Linked DNA regions of Anas platyrhynchos: region 2 is linked to region 1. The links are chromatin contacts, called in public Hi-C maps. All regions are on one chromosome and are shown on one strand. The core of a region is the stretch at or near the end of the contact, and the rest is flanking DNA. Distances in the headings are between cores, read along the strand shown.

Region 1 (4,032 bases), core at 418-2,917:
TGTAACAAAGGAGACAGATCGTCTAAAACAATGAGAATTGTTAACTGACAGTCTCTTCTTGGAAACAGTGCAACATGTGCCCATGCTACTTTCATTTCAAAACTGCTTCACCTACCTTGAGTACACTGTTTCTTTTCAGAGCCCACTCCATACAACACTGCAGCAAAAAAATGCTTTCCAGAAACATGGAGACATACAGGAAAGAATGAGTCAAAATAGGGAATCCCAATTTTAACTTTCTCTATTTGGTTAGATCTAAAAAAGATGGTTATTCTCCCCACACTGCTTCATCTCAAAATATCAAGAACTCAGTTGACTGCTTTTGTCCTCTGTTTCTTCTAATGTGATAAAGGGGGGATAATTGAAATATTTCTGCTGAAAAATAAAGCTGGAGACTTTCTAGTGCTTGAAATTCATGTCTGAATTCAAGACTGCAAATGGGAAAAGCAGGACACTACATACTTGGAAATACTTGCTGCTCCAAGCAAGTATTTCAAGAGCCATTTAACAGATAGAGTGTAAAGAGGAAAGTAAATTTTAAGTTGTTGTAAGTGAATGTTGTATGTTATACATGGCCACAAGTAGAAGAGTAGAAACTTCCAGATGGTTAGCAGACTTCCTGAGAAGCAAATGATTGACCAGATGGGCTACTAACAAATAGAAATGGATTAGCTGTTTTTTTAAAAGCTGCACTGATTGTTTATGTTGACTGTTTAAACTATGTACATGCCTTTGGCCTATGGAAACATGAGATCCTTGAGCTTCAGGAAGGGCTCTGATGTGTGTTTAATAGAACAGATGAGGACAAAAGTGTTAATTCTGCTTTACTCCAAACTAGTCATCATATTCTGCTACTCATATATATATACAGTATGTATTTTTATATATATACTGCTACTTAGGTTAAACTGTTCTATTTCTCTCTCATAAATTGTTTTTAGAATTAGATGGATATTTCATGGAAGACTTTGCTGAGAATACAGAATTGACTAGGCAAAGCTTCTGCATAGTACTATCTGCATTTTCAAGTGCTGTTTTCACTGCCAGATAGCTCCATCTTGACATTGCCCCTTTGTAGTTTACAGTGAACTGGCTCAGGATATTCCCTTATTAAGGCTTTTTTGATCTTGAGAAACCCTCCAAACTCAAAGAAACCTGCCCTAAAGAATAAGATCCCGAAGCCTGAATGTCACCATTAAGTGTCTGATCCATAGCAGCTCTGTAGTTATATGCTGGAGAATACATGTACATATTTAAGAAAAAGAATGCTATATTAACTACAAAATGGAGAGTACTTGGAGAGAAAAAAAAAAAAAAAAAGTTAAAAAAAATGAAAAATAATAAAGGGATAGCAATACAATATAGAATTTAAAAAAGATTAAAACATACAAAAATATTAGGAAATTAAGGTCATTGTATTGCTATTTACAAAAAGAAAGATACTTATGCAGACCTTTGTTAGTTTTACATTCTGAAATTATTATATTTTGGGTTATTATTAAATGAAGATAGTAGAATTATTACAAGTTTGTAAATAAGAAGTCACTTCTTGTAATGTGTGTGGACAGCACAGATTTGCCTGACTAGAATTACTTGCAAGGACAGGGCACTTGTACAGAGTGATCTTAGTCATTCTGGGGTGACCTGGACCTTTTCAAACAAACAATAGCAAAACATAGTACTGAAACAAGAAACACAGGCTCTGCCTACAACATGAGAGACTGTAGACTGCACAAAGGTGAACAAAGTTTTCAAGTGTGATGCTGAGACTTGGTATGAGCTGGAAATTAGTGCAGAGAAAAAAGGTAAGAGGGAGGGAACTGAGAACTAAGACTACAACAGAAGTCCACATAACTGCATTAAGCTATCCTTATTTAAAAGGATGTTGAAAATGGGTGTTGATGCAGAAAAGAACAGCATTATTATGCCTTATGAACAGAGAACTGGAAAATACCATGTTATAAAAACTAAGCTTGATCACAGTGTATAAGTACCTTCTGAAGCAGAAAGAACTGAATCACCATGGACTAGCAGGAATAAATAAATAAATAAATATATAAAAAATCAGTGACTGGAACTTGCAGCCATGTATTCCAAAGCAGTAAACTCAAATGGTTCCCTTCCATATAAATAAATTCAATCCCAACTCCCCCCTTCGCACCTCCTCACCTTCCACCCCTCTCCTGTATGGGGAATGTTCCATCTCTTTTGATTTTAAAATTAAGTTTAAATTCCTTTCCAGGAACTGCAGTTTTGCATTCTATTAAAGCACAAGCCATTGGGTGGACATGTCAGTGAAATTAGGAGTCCATAATACCCTGCAAAACAGTGGTTATGATTCAGATGCTTTACCAGGAAGGGGCCTGCACCCAGAATGATTCCTGAACCATGCCCATAAACCTTTAGAGAGAATGGTGAAGGTGTGCAGAAGTGTTCCTAGATACTGTTACTTTCTCTGTAACACATAAATCTCTGGACAGATAACCTTATTTGAGATTTTGCTGGTAGGTAGTAGCAAGCTATATTGCTCAGCATCAACTTTTTTAACATATTCTGCTAGCATTCCTGTGAAATCAGTACTCACTGAATTACTCACTGACCTTGTACTTGTGCTAGCACAAACAATTTTTTTAAAACCTAAAATACAAACAGCATTAGTAGGCAACAGCAAGGAAAGCTAGCTATTCAAAAAGCTTGACTGCGCTTAGTTATTCCATTTGTAAGTTTTTTCTCAGTGGCAATACGTGCTTTAATACACAACAATGACAGTGGATGTAGAGGGTTTCTAAGGCACAGCTGAGAAGAATTGGATATGTATCTTTTCATTTGCTTGTTGTTGTTTTGCACAGTTGTTCTGGTAGGTGACTAATGCTTTTGTGACTTGAAAGAGAAGTGACAGTGAACTGAAGTGTATGTATAAGGTTATGACCGTTGCATCTGGGAAAAAAATATCTATAATTTATTATCACTGAGCTTATAATCAGAAGATTGTTCGTGCTGTCTACCACGATGCTTCCATCTCAAAGTCACATCTGATGTGATCTAGTCAAGCAATAATTCTGTTTCAAGTGGGACCCTGACCTGTATACCCACCAGAGGTCTTGGCAGCCAACTTTTTTCTGCTTCTATAGCTCTCTGCTAAGTTAACTCCAGTATCTTCCATCAGCAACATGTGTGCGTGCCAAGTACATGCACACGATGTTTGGCTCTTTGTTCTGCAGCGTGACACCCTTTCAGAGGCTTCTTGCCTCTCTTAGATCTAGAAAGGAATCATCAGGCGTCTCATTTTATACCTCTCCTTGGACCTTGTCTGTATGTCAGTAGTGCTGCTCCACTGGGTAAATCAGAAGTACGCAACTATCCTATGGTCTTTGGTGTCCTTTACCTCAAAATATGAGATTTCTCGTGTTTCTGAGAGATTGAATACTTACCCACAATCTTTTCTGGAATGCAGAGAGACATAACATTTGATACAACATTGATGAAGTAGTTGACTAGTTCATGAACACCTCCCTAATCTCAGTACAACAGTCTCCAAAGTTGCCATGGTCCTAAAGTTACCAGTGTCTCACAAGCTTAGAAATGGCTTACTGAAAATTCGTATACATGTTAGATCTGAAGAAATCTGCTGTTTCCCAACTGATTTATTGCTGTCTTTTTCCCAGAATGACAAGATCTTCCCAGATGAGTCACACTTAAAAATGAATTGAGGACTAAAACAAGAACTCATTTGTACCCCCGCACAGCTAACCCTACTTGCATCATACATTTTCTGAAATTGAAATGCTAAATTGTTTATGGAAAACAGGGTACAAAACTCTATAGTCTGCTATGTTTAGAATTCAAATCTGAAATATGAATTATCTTTGTTCTGATTGTAAGACAGATATTTTACACAAAATAATTTTTTTAAAAAGCTAGTATTAGTGGAGATTTTCTGTTCTGTTAATTTTGATAAATAATGTTACACTTTGAAAGTATATGCTTCTTGCAACAGCTACTCTCATTAGTTTCTAAATGCTGATATTTAGC
Region 2 (4,508 bases), core at 947-3,446, 60 kb after region 1:
GGGCCCTCACTTCCCTGGCTGCTTCCCTTCCATAAGGCTATTAATTGAAGTACTCTAGAACAACTAAGGGTGTATCTTCTTCCAACCCTGAGCTAAACATGAGTTTTGTATTTCATTTTCCTAGTAGTTTTTGTATTTCCAAAAATGTTTACCTATTTCTGCAAAACCCAGAATGACTTTAGATGGTAAGGCTGAGGCTGGAGTCGGAGTCCATCACCCCTGGGGAGCAGGAAGTAAGCTACGCAGGCCGTCTAGGAAGGACATCTTCTAAAGCTTTTTTTGGGGAACTCGGGGACTGAAACTATATTGCCAGTCTTCTCAAGGTCATTGCTGGGGCTTCCAGCTGCTGTCTCTTAAAAAGCAACTTTCCCAGGTGGCCATAGCTAAGCTTTCTTACCACAGTCATCTGGTTCCCGTGCCACCTGCTGGGGCATTACCAGCAGCCTCTGTGCAGCTTGATCACTTTTTATGAATATGCTACAAAAGCAATTGAGACTTGCAAGCTTCAAAAGCACTTACAGGGTTCCCTCCATGTTGTGGCTACATCCTAGGACTGAATAGGACTGTGCTGGCACAAGGGCTGCTTGATATTACGAATTCTTGGCAGTGGGACAAAGTAAGGGCTCTGCCGGATCATGCTGAAACTGATCAGCATGGCCTATTTCTGTCACTAGGTATGGGACTCGCAGAGAGCTGCTGTTATTCCTACCCGGGAGCTGCTCTGGGAGCTCCCTGCCTCCCCTTAATAAATACCGTCCTGTGAATCTTGGCCATCTGGAGATTTTGGATAGGTCTCACAGGCTATCTATGCTCTGCTCTTTTAGTCGACCACAAAATAGTGCTGATGTCTGCCCAGTTTTGTTTAACCACAGGGCTAACTAACACTTGGCTAGTCAAGATAACTGTGGGGTAGGGCAGTGATCCCAGAATAGAAAAGTTTAATTCAAGGACTGCAAATGAAATAACTATAAAAAAAATAAAATAAAAAACACAGGAAACTGGAAAGGGAAGAGAATCCCTAACCCGCTAGGAAAGCAGTTAATATACAAAGATTGGTAATACATATATCACTATGTACTGACATACCAAGGACTACTTACACTGTACTGTGAAGGAGGATGTCTAAAATAGATTAACACATCTACTGATTTTAAGATAATTATCTTCTGGGCTAAAAATGCTGCAAAAATGATGAGTTACACATCACGGTGTCTTATGGAGAGTATCTCTGCAAAGTACATGCGTGTTTAAACAAGGATCAATCATGAAGGCAAGTGTATGTTAAACTGTAACCATGACTTTATCATAAGGCTAGATGATATTAAGAGTGCCTTAGTCCTGCCTAGAATGATTTGGTAGTAAAGCTTGATTCCAGTTAAGTGCTTCTTCCTTTCCATCCCAGTTTTCCTTTTCAAATGTCTCCCATTACTTTGTTGTTATTATCTTTTTTGTTGTTGTTTTTATTGTTTGCTTGCCAGTGAATGTTGCCAGATAAGAGTGACATAAAATAAGCACCATTTTTAAGAAAAAGGAGGAGGAGGAGGGGAAGCGATATTCATAGCAAGAAGTTGCCAAATTTTAGCAGACCAGTGGGCCTATTAAGGAATACACTTGGGGCTCTCATTCCCTTCCCCTCCAGGTGAGGGGGCCTACAAGCTGCTATCTGCAGTGAAATAATGGTTCGATGGGCTTGTAAAGAGAGCAGCTTAACATGTGAAAGATGATTACAAAGATGGCAGGTCTTATAATTCGAAGCAGGACACAGGGGGGAACCCCAGAAAATAAAGGTGCCATATAAAGTAACTTTTTAGGCTGTGTGCATTAAGAACAGAGCAATGGCATTGTAATGCTTTGGTCTGCAAGGAAACTGATCTCAAAATTGGTTTGGCTGCTCGGGGTCCCACATGTAGTGGTGAGCGTGGACACATGCTGAAGCGCATATTCCGAAATACGGATGGGGAAGGTTGCTCCTAGAGCTAGACTGGGGAAAAACAGCGCCAGGAACCTCAGCCATACAGAGTTAAGTGTGTTAACCAACGTCGTATGAACTGATTTTAAAGGAAAAGACCCAAATATCGTTGGATTTGAGTGTACAGTGGACGCCAAACACAAGCCCTAACAGCGTTAGGCTTTGAAGGCTGATGGAACCCCAGCGCCCTCAGGGCGGCCGCGCCCCGCCGCACTCTTTTGCCCTCCGCCGGCCGCCGTCGCGGCCCCTCCCACCCGCGCGCGGCGGCTGGCGGTGTGGGCGGGGCGGCCGGGCCGTGATGGCGGAGCCCGGCTGAGGTGAGCGGCGCGCGCGGGCGGTTGGCGGCCGTTAGCGCCGGGAGCCCCCTGGGGAGGGGGAGGTCGGGGTGCCGCTGGCCTCTTTGGCCGCCTGGCACGCTGCTGGCTCGGTTCAGGCCCCCGTCAGGCAGCACCCCCGGGTCTTTCCCTCCGCGCAGCTTCCCAGCCCCTCCGCCCCCAGCCTGTGGCGCGGCGTGGGGTGGTTGTGGCCACACTGCGGGACCCGGTGCTTGGCCGTGTTGAGCCTCATCCCCTTGGCCTCTGCCCATCCACCCATCCTGCCCAGGTCTCTCTGCAGGGCCTTCCTACCCTCCTGCACATCGGTACTTCACCCCCAGCTTGGTGTCCACTGCAGATAACTAAGGGTGTGCTCAATTCCCTCATCCAAATCATCAGCAAAGGTATTAAAGAGCATGGGCCTCAGCACCGACCCCTGTGGAGCACCGCTCCTGACCGGTCACCAGCTGGATTTTACTCCGTTCACCACCACTCTCTGGGCCCATGATTGCCCACAAGATGACCTGTTCCATCACCTTTCCTAGCACCAAGCTCAGGCTGACAGGCCTGAAGTTCCCCAGGTCCTCCTTACCACCCTTCTTATAGATGGGTGTCACGTTAGCAAGTCTCCAGTCATCTGGCACCTCTCTGGATGACCGTGACCGCTGGTAGATGATGGAAAGCGGCCCATCAGTCACATCCACCAGCTCCCTCAGCACCCTCGGGAGGATCCCATTTGGCCCCATGGACTTGTGATGGCCCAGGTGGAGCAGCAGGTCTCTATAACTGTTTGCACCTGAACTGTCTGGGCATTCTGCTCCCCATCCCAGACTTCCAGGTCAGGTGGCTGAGTACCCCAAGGATAATTGGGCTGGCTAGTAAAGACAGATGTAAAGAAGGCATTAAGAACCTCAGCCTTTTCCTTATCTTTAGTAATCATGTTTTCCCCTGTATCCAGTAAAGAACGGAGATTCTTCTTGGCTCTCTTCTTGCCATTAATATATTTATAAAAACATTTTTTGTTATCCTTGACTATAGCGGCCACGTTGAGCTTGTGGTGGGCTTTAGCCTTTCTGATTTTTTCTCTGCATATGCTGGCAACTTCCTTGTACTCTTCCCCGAGCTGCCTGTCCCTTCTCTCATAGGACATAAACTCTCTTTTTCTCCTAAATATACAGCAAAAGTTCCCTGTTCAGCCATGCCAGTCTTCTTCCTCGTTGGCTCAACTTAGGGCACGTGGGAGCAGCTTGCTTCTGCACCTTGAAGACTCCCTACTTGCGGAATGTCCAGCTTTCCTGGACCCCTTTGCCCTTGAGGACAGACTCCCAAGGGACCCTCTCTACCAGTGTCCTGAACGATTCAGTCTGCCTTCCGAAATTCCATAATAATAAAAAGTTGTGAATGCCTTTAGCTAAATTTTACTGTTAAACAAACTCTTGAAGGAAATTAAGTTTATGAAAGTGTGTTCTTCTTGTCAGTCTGTCCCTTTCCCTTCTTATGATCCAAATTTTAAACTCCTGTTTGAAGACTTAAAAAATCTGGAGGAGGAGAAATCTGAAAGGATACATCAGACTCTCACAAAAATATGATTCTATAAAACAAGGACAAGAAGATTACAGTCTGGGTGAAGAACGGGGGAAATTCGGCAACTGTTGCAGCTTGTCAGTCAGTCAGCAGGTGTACCCCATCTTATCCTCTGGAGGCTTTAAGCATGTCAAAGTAGAAAACAGATTTCTGCAATGGCAGGATGAGTACTTAATGGGCGGTAACTTCCACTCATGGTTTTCTGTCTGATAGTTGTGGTAGTTCATGCTGTATCTTTTTTTTTTTCTTATTTTTTTTTTTTTCTCCAGGTTTATCATCCAAAGGGATTTCGGTCGTGCTTAAAAAGGTATGAATTTAGTTGGCTGTGTTCTTTCTTTTGTGGGCCGTGGAAATATATTAAGCTTATTTGTTTTGCAAGCTGTTCCGTTGTATCAGAAATGTTTCGAGAAGAGACTGGGGGACCCAAACCAAAATGCTTTTTTTTCATTTCCTGTGTTGATTACTATTACATATTCCTATGTTCTGTTAGCAGTATAAAGCAGTGTAGGGGATGTCGCCTTTTTTTTTCCTCTTCAGTGTGAGCAATGTGGAGCTTCATGAGCTAGAGCAGGCGTAGGCACACAAAGGGGAGTTTGGGATGAGCCAGCACCTGAACAGTTAAGCCATGTTGTTTGTTATGT

The links. Hi-C and Micro-C count contacts between places; a contact is called where the count stands out from the background.
Region 2: a Hi-C map of skeletal muscle shows a contact between it and region 1, with 3 times the contacts expected there. The contact joins the promoter of CDKAL1 here to the enhancer-like site in region 1. A contact is called at or near these places in 2 of 8 Hi-C or Micro-C datasets (liver and skeletal muscle).

The regions. Positions count from the first base shown.
Region 1 is chr2:109,170,639-109,174,670 of IASCAAS_PekinDuck_T2T, forward strand. No RefSeq gene overlaps it. Among named protein-coding and RNA genes, the nearest start is that of E2F3, 11 kb to the right of the region's middle. Within about 2 kb of position 1,668, at least 1 of the 8 cell types and tissues checked has an H3K27ac peak or open chromatin away from gene starts, as enhancers often do.
Region 2 is chr2:109,229,789-109,234,296 of IASCAAS_PekinDuck_T2T, forward strand. CDKAL1 (CDKAL1 threonylcarbamoyladenosine tRNA methylthiotransferase) reads left to right here and starts at 2,197. Exons shown (of 18, transcript XM_072033334.1): 1 at 2,197-2,286; 2 at 4,137-4,174.